Linked DNA regions of Gossypium arboreum: all the other regions are linked to region 3. Evidence: chromatin contacts called from public Hi-C data. All regions are on one chromosome and are shown on one strand. Each heading gives the region's core, a stretch centred on a gene start, on an enhancer-like site or on the middle of the called end of the contact. The rest is flanking DNA. Distances are from core to core; before and after follow the strand shown. Region 1 has its middle 65 kb from the start of LOC128291943. Region 2 holds the start of LOC108460443 (fructose-bisphosphate aldolase 6, cytosolic). Region 3 holds the start of LOC108466185 (growth-regulating factor 4-like).

Region 1 (3,005 bases), core at 79-2,578, 830 kb before region 3:
TATTAAAAACATTAATTAAAAATATAAAAGCTTAAAACAAAATGAAATAAAAATATATAATTGTGAGGGAAGAAAATCAAACTTGGAACTTAAATACAAAACCTACTAACATTTAACAATCTACCAAACAAACTAATTATATTAAAAAGTAAAAAAATACAACTTAAAGGTATATCTTTTCCACACTCTCTCCAAAAATAGCCTAGCCTATATATAAATTAATCTCATTATAGGTTCTAATTATATATGTTTTTTTTGATATAATACCTAGAACTATTCATAGTCCCTCCCCAACCCATAAATAGGAGGATAATGCACTTCAGCGCACTTGAACCCACATCCTCTTGCATTGGAAACAATGCTCATACCAATCGAGCTAAGACTCAATCAACAGTTACTTCTTATATTTAAAAATGAGTAAATTAATTTTTTTTTTTTTATAAAAAAGACCCGAAGGTCAACCTCAATTCATTACATCATCAATGACAATATTATGGATTTCCTTGGGATAATCCACGTTGAAAAACAAATTACACTTTTCCTTAATAGCTAAATTACAAAGTAAATCAGCAACCCTATTCCTACAACAGTCGATCCAATTAATATGGACCGAGGTAAAATTTTTAAAATTCATGCAGGCCTTATTAAGATAGCAGCCCAAAATGGTAACGTCATTATCTCTCTTATTCACCGCGTTGACCAAACTGGCACAGTCAGATTCCAAAATGAGCTGGTCCACTTCTAACTTTAAAGCCAAGTTTAAACCTTCCACAAAAGCTTCAGATTCCGCCCATGTCACGTCCAGGTTTTTATTCGCATACACATAACAACCCCCAATAACGAAGCCATCGTGGTCTCTGGCTATTGCCCCGTATCCAACTTTTCCATTCAAAACCGTAGGGTCGACATTTATTTTAATAACACCCTTTGGAGGTTTCGTCCAGCTTTTACGCACCGGAGTTGGGGGGAGAGCAGGCGGGTCTGCCAGATTAAAGATTCTAAACTCTTTGCTCAGGGTCTGTGCTCTTTCCCACACCACCTTAGTAGTATCATCCTTCCCCTGAAAAACCAACTTGTTCTTAGCATTCCAGCAATTCCAGAGGAGGGTAAAAAAATCGGCAGCAGCTTTTTTATCAAGCTCTTGAAGGACATCTTCCACCCAGTCCACGCACCGCTCATATCTCCCTTCAATCAGCCTATTGTTTAACCCTCCGATCATTAGGATCTCTCGGACCTTAGGGTACTTTTGCATAGCATGGATAAGCGTTTCCTCACCACTGTTGCATCTGGGACAAGCTGTCGAGAAGTCAGGCCGGATGCGAGCAATATTGTCGTATGTAGGAAGAATATTATGGCAAATTTTCCAGCTGAAGACCTTGATCTTGGGGATCATTTTTAACTTCCATATTACTCTCCAAACCATTCTATGGGGGCCGAAACCAATTCTCCTGAGGGATAACCACGAGTAAGCTGATTTTGAGCTATAACAACCATGCGGGTTTTGAGTCCACGTTAAGCTATCATTTATCCCATTATGGAGAATGGGTAAATTATAAATATAATCCCCCATGGTTTTGCCATATAGCTCAATAACCCTGTCCTTTTTCCACCGCCCCTGATTGTGGTCCCATAAATCTTTGACTTTTCTTTCTTCAGCTGTTAACGGTGACCGGCACACAGAATCTCCATTAAAACCCTCTATACCCCATTGATCCCTTCGAATGTCTATAGTATTTCCATCCCCAATTTGCCACAGAAAACCATCCTTGAGAGCTTCGCTCGCTTTAACAATACTAGACCAAGTGAACGATGGTTTATCACAGTATTTCGGCCTAAGCACATCACCCTCGGGAAAATATTTTGCACTCAGTACCTTAAAACATGAGGTGTCTTTGAACTTCAAGAGCCTCCACACTTGTCTACCAAGAAGAGCAATATTAAACAGATGCATGTTCCGAAAACCAATGCCACCCATTCCTTTGGGATAGCACAAGCGATCCCAAGCCATCATAGCCCAACCCCGAGTTTTCTCATTGTTCGTCCATCACATCCGACACATTTTCGAGTGTAAGGCCTCAATAATTCCTTTTGGAGCAAGAAAGACAGAAAAAGCATAGGTTGGGATGGACTGAATAATAGCTTTTATGAAAATCTCTTTTCCACCATAAGAAAGTAGTCGCTTCGACCAACTGTTGATCCTGCAATCACAACAGCTTATGATATTAGTAAAAGCAATTGATTTCTTTCGACTTATAGGCAAAGGTAGTCCAAGGTAATTATCGAGGTGGTCAACCATTCGCATCCCAAGCATTGAGCAAAACAGATGTCTTTGGGTTAAAGGAGTATTCGAACTGAACATTATCATGGATTTATCATTATTAATTTTTTGCCCCGACACACTAGTAAACCTTGTTAAAATGTTGGCCAATTTTTACACATCCTTTTTATTATTACGAATAAAAAGAAGTGCGTCATCGGCAAAAAATAAGTGATTAATACGCGGTCCATTAATGCTAGCCCGAATTCCTTTTAACTTATTATTATTCTGAGCTTGAATTAACAATTTAGAAAAGGCTTCCATGCAGAACAGAAAAAGATAGGGAGAGAGAGGATCCCCCTGTCTAAGGCCCCTTTCCGGCACGATAGTTTCAGAAAGGGTTGAGTTGCATTTGACCATGTATCGGACCGAACGAACACAGCTTATAATTTTTGCCACCCAATTTTCGCATAGCCCATTCTTTTCATGACCTCTTCGATGAAATTCCATTCAACTCTGTCATACGCTTTGCTCATTTTAAGCTTGATCACAAAGCCTTTATTTGGACCATTCTTAGCACTTTGAAGGTAGTAAACTAGCTCATGGGCAATCAAAACGTTGTCGTGTATCATCTGTCCGAGAACAAATGCGTTTTGATTTTGGCTAATGCAACTCGGAAGAGTATCTTTCAATCGATTTGCAAGAACTTTAGCAACGATTTTGTAGACCACCCTGCACAGACTAATCG
Region 2 (2,778 bases), core at 170-2,669, 930 kb before region 3:
TTTAGCAAAGCGGGCACCAGCTTCATAGTACTTCTGGCATCGCTGTGCAAGGCCATCTAGACCCTGGGTGAAAGTTTCGCCATGGGTTCCATTAAGCTCAACCGTACCCTTGTCAACCTTGATGCCAGGGAGGACACCACCTTCCTTCAAAACATCAACGAAGGGCTTGCCTGCACATCAAACATCAATATCAGAAATCAACAACCATCCATAACTCTTAAAAAGGAATAAAACTACTGCGGTTCTTAGTATTATCAAAGTATGTCATTTTAGTAATACCCGAAGCGGTTTTTTGATAAAGGGTTTCCTCAAAGAGAATAACACCACTGAGGTGCTGAAGAGCTCCAGGAGTTGTGAATAGGAGCTCACGGAGAGCACGCCTGTTGTCTTCAACATTCTCTACATTAATACTTGAAAGACGCTTGCCGATGGTGCCAGTGGATTCATCAGCAGCAAGGATACCCTTTCCAGGGGTTCCAATGTAAGCAGCGTTTTTAGCCAACTCATCTACAAGATTCATGATTCAGAAAATAATAATAAGCCACCAATTCCCCATTAAAAGTTCAATAAACAGAGATCCAAATATTTAAAAACAAAAAAAAAACTTAAAAGGGTGCATGGCTAAGATTCAGTAATCTCAGATCTAAAATGAAAACACACCAAGGAGATAAAATTAACATTATCAACTTCATCAATCTTTTTTTTCCTTAAATCTTGAACCGAACCATATCATGGTGCTTAAAAAAAATGACTGGAGAAATAATAAGCGAGTACAAACATGCAGATCTAGATCTTCAGATATTACCCCAAAATTTAACCATGTTGTTAATACCCACTGACAGATCACAAGACAATATAACCAGCCTTAGAAGATCCGAAGAAATCCATATATCAAAATACAGTTGGTATGATTAAAACAAGCAAATCAACTAACATTTTTTTCTCGTCAAACTATCAAAACAACTAACAGATCAGTCAAAAAAAAACACTAAGATGGATCCGAGAGATTAAGTTTATAAACATAAAATACAGAGCAAGGGAAATAGCAAGGGAAGAGTAGTTACCAGCATATTTGCTAATGAAGCAAGACATGATTGAACAGGAAAAAGAACGAGAGAAAGGAAAGAGGCTTTTTTTTTTTTTTTGGCTAGGAGGAAAGAAGAGAGAGACGGAAGTGAGGAGAAAAGGGGGCAGGGGTTAGGGGTTTTAAAAGAGATACAGAGAGAGCTGGTGGCTTCGAGATTATCGGTTAGTTTCTTTTTTTGTCGTGTTTTCCAAGTAACCCATGGACTGCCCGTGGGATCTTTCCTCACTTTTTCGTATCTGGTTTTTTTTTTTTTCTCCTCTTTTCCGCTTTTACCCCTCCCACTCCCATCTATTCCTTTTAGGTTGGTCCACCTAACATTTTTTATTAAAATCAAAACCGAAGTGATTTTTGATAAATACTATCTCTTAAATACAAATATATTTATTTGCTGAATTTTGCAAAAAGAAATACCCACCTTTTACTCAATAAAATAACCTAATTTATATAATTTACTAGTCACTGAAGTCCAAAGAAAAACAAGTTCTACTATATAAACACAAATTCAATTGAAAATGTTATTAAAAATAAAACATATTCCACGCATTAATTTTATTTAAAACCAACAAGGACAAAATTGAGAAGAAACATAGGAATAGAAAATAGGCGTTTCTAAAAGTTTCTCAAAACAACAGCGGTTGAAATAGGTGGGCAGGTGAAATAAGTGGGCAGGAAAGCGTGATGAGTCAAACCCAACTGTTTTAAACAACACATTTTTTATACTTTGAAGGGTCAAAACTCAAATATATCAAAGTAATCTTTTAATCTCATATTTGTATTTATTCCAATTTTAATTAATCTTTTAAGGAGTATTCTTTAATTTCTTTTAGGTTCAAATATTTTATAAGTTGATGTATTTTTCATAAATTTAAATTTTAATATTTAATTTTGTTTAAAATTTAATCTCTATATTTTTAAATTTTAAAATTTAAATCTAATTGTTAACATTGTTAAAATTATTTTGTCAAATTTAGGTTTATTATAACATTATTTTTTTAGTTACATTACTATAAAGTAAGTTTTTAAGGTAAACTACATATTTAGTCACCCGAGTTTACTGTGTCCCTATTTTAATCACACCGTTTAAAATTTTGTTATTTTAGTTACTCATATTAGATAAGTTGTCAATTTTAATCATTCTACTGTTAAAATTGATTTAATCACTAAACAGAATGTTGACCTGGCCTAGTATAATAACAAAATTAGCCATCCATGTAGAGGTGATCATGGGCGGGCAAGGCGGGTTCGGCCGGGCCCAAGTAAAATTTTAGGCCTGTCTACTAGGCTCGGGCCCGCCCGCCCAAATATGGGCCTAAAATTTTACCCAAGCCCGCCCGAAATAAAATTACTAAGCCCGAGCCTGCCCGGCCCGACCCATATTAATTTTTTTTCTTATTTTATTAAATAAAAAATTTAAAAATATAATAAATCAAATATATTTAAAACATAAAATAAATATTAAAACAAATAAAAATAATACTAAAACAATTCTTAAAACAATACACAAATTAACAATATAATAAAAAATAGTTATATTAAAAATTTAAAATAATTAAAATAAAAACAAAAAATATATTAATATATAATTGGGCGGGCCGGCCAAAAACTCTTACTTAGAGGCCTGCCCGTTTTTTAAACGGCCTCGTTTTTTGCCCAAGCCCATTTTTCGGCCTATATTTTTACCCAAACCTCCC
Region 3 (2,700 bases), core at 106-2,605:
TCACTCCAATTCTCATAGTTAAGAGCGATCATTGTCTCCATGTCTTCGGTGTCTACAAGTTCTATTTCAGTGAATTTGATGGGATCTGCCGAAACTGGAAACTTTTAGAAAAGTTTTGAGACCTTCTCCTACAACGTCTAACAATTTTTGCGTTAATCCTTCCCTTCATATCATCCAACGAGATATTTCTATTAAATCTCATTGATATTTGTTGCAGATATTCAAATATACATCCAACGGTTGTTGTCAAGATGATTCCATCGAAATAAACGCATACGAAAAACTAATTATCCATCTTCAATACTCAATCATTAAAAATTAATAAAAAATCTCAAAACAATTTCAAACAACATTAAAAACTTGCTTAAAAAATTTAATGGATGATAATAGTCCATTTCTAACAATATCAAATTTATTGTCATTTCTAACAATATCAAATATATTAAAAATTTTACAAGATAACATTCTCAATAATCTAAACATAAAAACATTCTCAATAATCTAAACATAAAACTTACTAACAAATCACAATAAACAAAATATAAAAATAACACTAAACAAACTATATAATACTAACAAAATTTTTTCTTATCATAATCTATTATATTTGAAAATAACAATAAGAAAATTACATTTTCTTTTCTTTCTTTGAAAATAACAATAAGAAAATTACATTTTCTTTTCTTTCTTCTCTTTTCTTTCTTTCTTCTCTTCTCTTCTCTCTCTCTTGTTCTATAATTTTTTTTTTCAAACTGATACGAGCCGGATGGGGGACTTGGGGGAGGGGGGAATATACTAGAGGGTGCCGCCTATTAGATAGGTACAATTGGTGCCGCCTTTGACAACCCCTCCACTGGTGCCGCCTCTGATATCCCCTCTACTAGTGTCACCTCTAACATCCCCTCCACCTAGGCCATGTCACCATTTATTATTATTATTTACTGTTTTGATCAGAAAATGAGGGTGGTGTCGCCTATGCACCACCTTCTATTACTTGAAATGTACCATTTTGATACTTAATTTTATCAATATACCATTTTAGAGTTTTTTTTTAATATTTTTTTGATAAAAAGCCCTCAAAATAACAAAAATAGGAGAAAATAGGTTTAGGGCAGACCACTGTAGCGCTTGGCCGAATGCCGTGGCATACAGACAGCTTGTCAATCAAGGGCGTCATGGCACTTAGCTAAATGTCGCGCCCTTACATCCTTTCCCAGTGCTATTGCTTTTTAAGCTCTAGCCACTCATTTCAGCTTCGAAATATCCTTGAGTGCTTGTTTTACTCGATATTCTTAAGCTTACATGACACAAATACTAAAAAGGAAATTAGAAAGTAAAAGGACTCTGAAATAAATCAGTCATGCAAAATTCAATGCAAAAATAGAAAAGAGAGCGTTTAAGAGAGAGTAGTTCTTAACTTAGAACGATTTCCCCGTCTTTGATTAGGACCATCTGAAGATAATATTTTTACACATGTAAAATAAAAACAATTATCTATAAAATTAACTTTGTCGTTTACTTTACATTTAAAAAAGTCTGCCTCCTGGTGTCAGAATAGTTCCTCTTCCTCTCTTTGAAGTCTTAAGGTATTGCTATCTGCCGAAGCCATAAGAGGAAAGAAGTTCCTGCAAAAGCTTTTTCCAAACTTTCTCTTGTTAACACATCAACAAAACAGACCCCAAAACCCAAATAAAAATATTTCTGTCAAAATAGCCCCCGCCGCCCCAACCAACTAAAACCCCCAAAGCACCTCTCTTTCTCTTTCCATGAACTTGCATCTGAAGCAATGTAGAAACCAGCATGAGTCAGACCATCAACAACAACCACCTTCTGCAAATATACCAAAACTTCACCTTCATCATCATCATCACCAACACCCATCTCCTCTTCCTTTGCTCGTACCTCATCACCACTGCAAATCCAGCAGCAACAATCTGCCACCACTTCCTCATTCATCCTTCACGTTTCCCAGCAGTGAGATTTTTTTCCTTTTTCTTTGCTCCTTTTTTTTTCTTGGCAGGATTCTCAGAAAAGTTTTCAACTCCTAAGTTTGGGAAGTTTCTGGCTAGCTTGCTTACTTGATTTTTTCCTTCTAAGTTACCTTTTTACTTCTCCCTTTAGTGATGGGAAGTTTCTTCAGCTTGTCTCAATGGCAGGAACTGTAGTTACAAGCTTTGATCTTTAGATACATGTTAGCAGGCGCAGCTGTTCCTCCCCAACTCCTTCAATCAATCGAGAATACTACTATTCTTCACTCTCCTTCATATTTCCTCCACCACCCTCTTCGACACTTCTCCCATTACCAGCCACCTTGTGAGTGATTATATTTATGAGATGTGTGACCTGTCCTTGCTTTTATATTTTTATGAAATGCGTACTTTAGCATTTTCTCATCAAATTTATAAAGAAAATAAGTACATAATAAAAGAGATTGATGCATAAATGATTTTATAGTATTATATATATATATATATAAACCCGGGTGAAAACACAAACAAAAAGAGAGAAGAAACGTAGAAAGGGGGGAAGAAGTCTAGTGCTAGTTCTTACTGAAACTTTTTTATTTAACTTTCATTTTTGAGTGGTTTCTTTGTTCTCTTATTTTGATTGAAAGAAAGACAAAACTTCCATATATATCTACACGGTCTACCTAAGGAACTTAATGAATCTGTCCAAATAGTATGTACTTAAAAGATATGA

Evidence for each region. A called contact is a pair of places that touch in the nucleus more often than the background predicts.
Region 1: a Hi-C map of leaf shows a contact between it and region 3, with 3 times the contacts expected there. The contact joins the enhancer-like site here to the promoter of LOC108466185 in region 3. A contact is called at or near these places in 2 of 5 Hi-C or Micro-C datasets (both in leaf).
Region 2: a Hi-C map of leaf shows a contact between it and region 3, with 4 times the contacts expected there. The contact joins the promoter of LOC108460443 here to the promoter of LOC108466185 in region 3. A contact is called at or near these places in 2 of 5 Hi-C or Micro-C datasets (both in leaf).

What each region holds. Positions count from the first base shown.
Region 1 is chr4:88,502,259-88,505,263 of ASM2569848v2, reverse strand. No RefSeq gene overlaps it. Among protein-coding and RNA genes, the nearest start is that of LOC128291943, 65 kb to the right of the region's middle. Within about 2 kb of position 1,328, at least 1 of the 2 cell types and tissues checked has an H3K27ac peak or open chromatin away from gene starts, as enhancers often do. A contact at or near this core is called in leaf, where this site is marked.
Region 2 is chr4:88,600,464-88,603,241 of ASM2569848v2, reverse strand. It overlaps LOC108460443 (fructose-bisphosphate aldolase 6, cytosolic), which reads right to left and starts at 1,419. Exons shown (of 3, transcript XM_017759936.2): 1 at 1,065-1,419; 2 at 280-507; 3 at 1-170. The coding sequence starts at 1,092.
Region 3 is chr4:87,675,179-87,677,878 of ASM2569848v2, reverse strand. It overlaps LOC108466185 (growth-regulating factor 4-like), which reads left to right and starts at 1,355. Exons shown (of 6, transcript XM_053026775.1): 1 at 1,355-2,046; 2 at 2,122-2,313. The coding sequence starts at 1,767.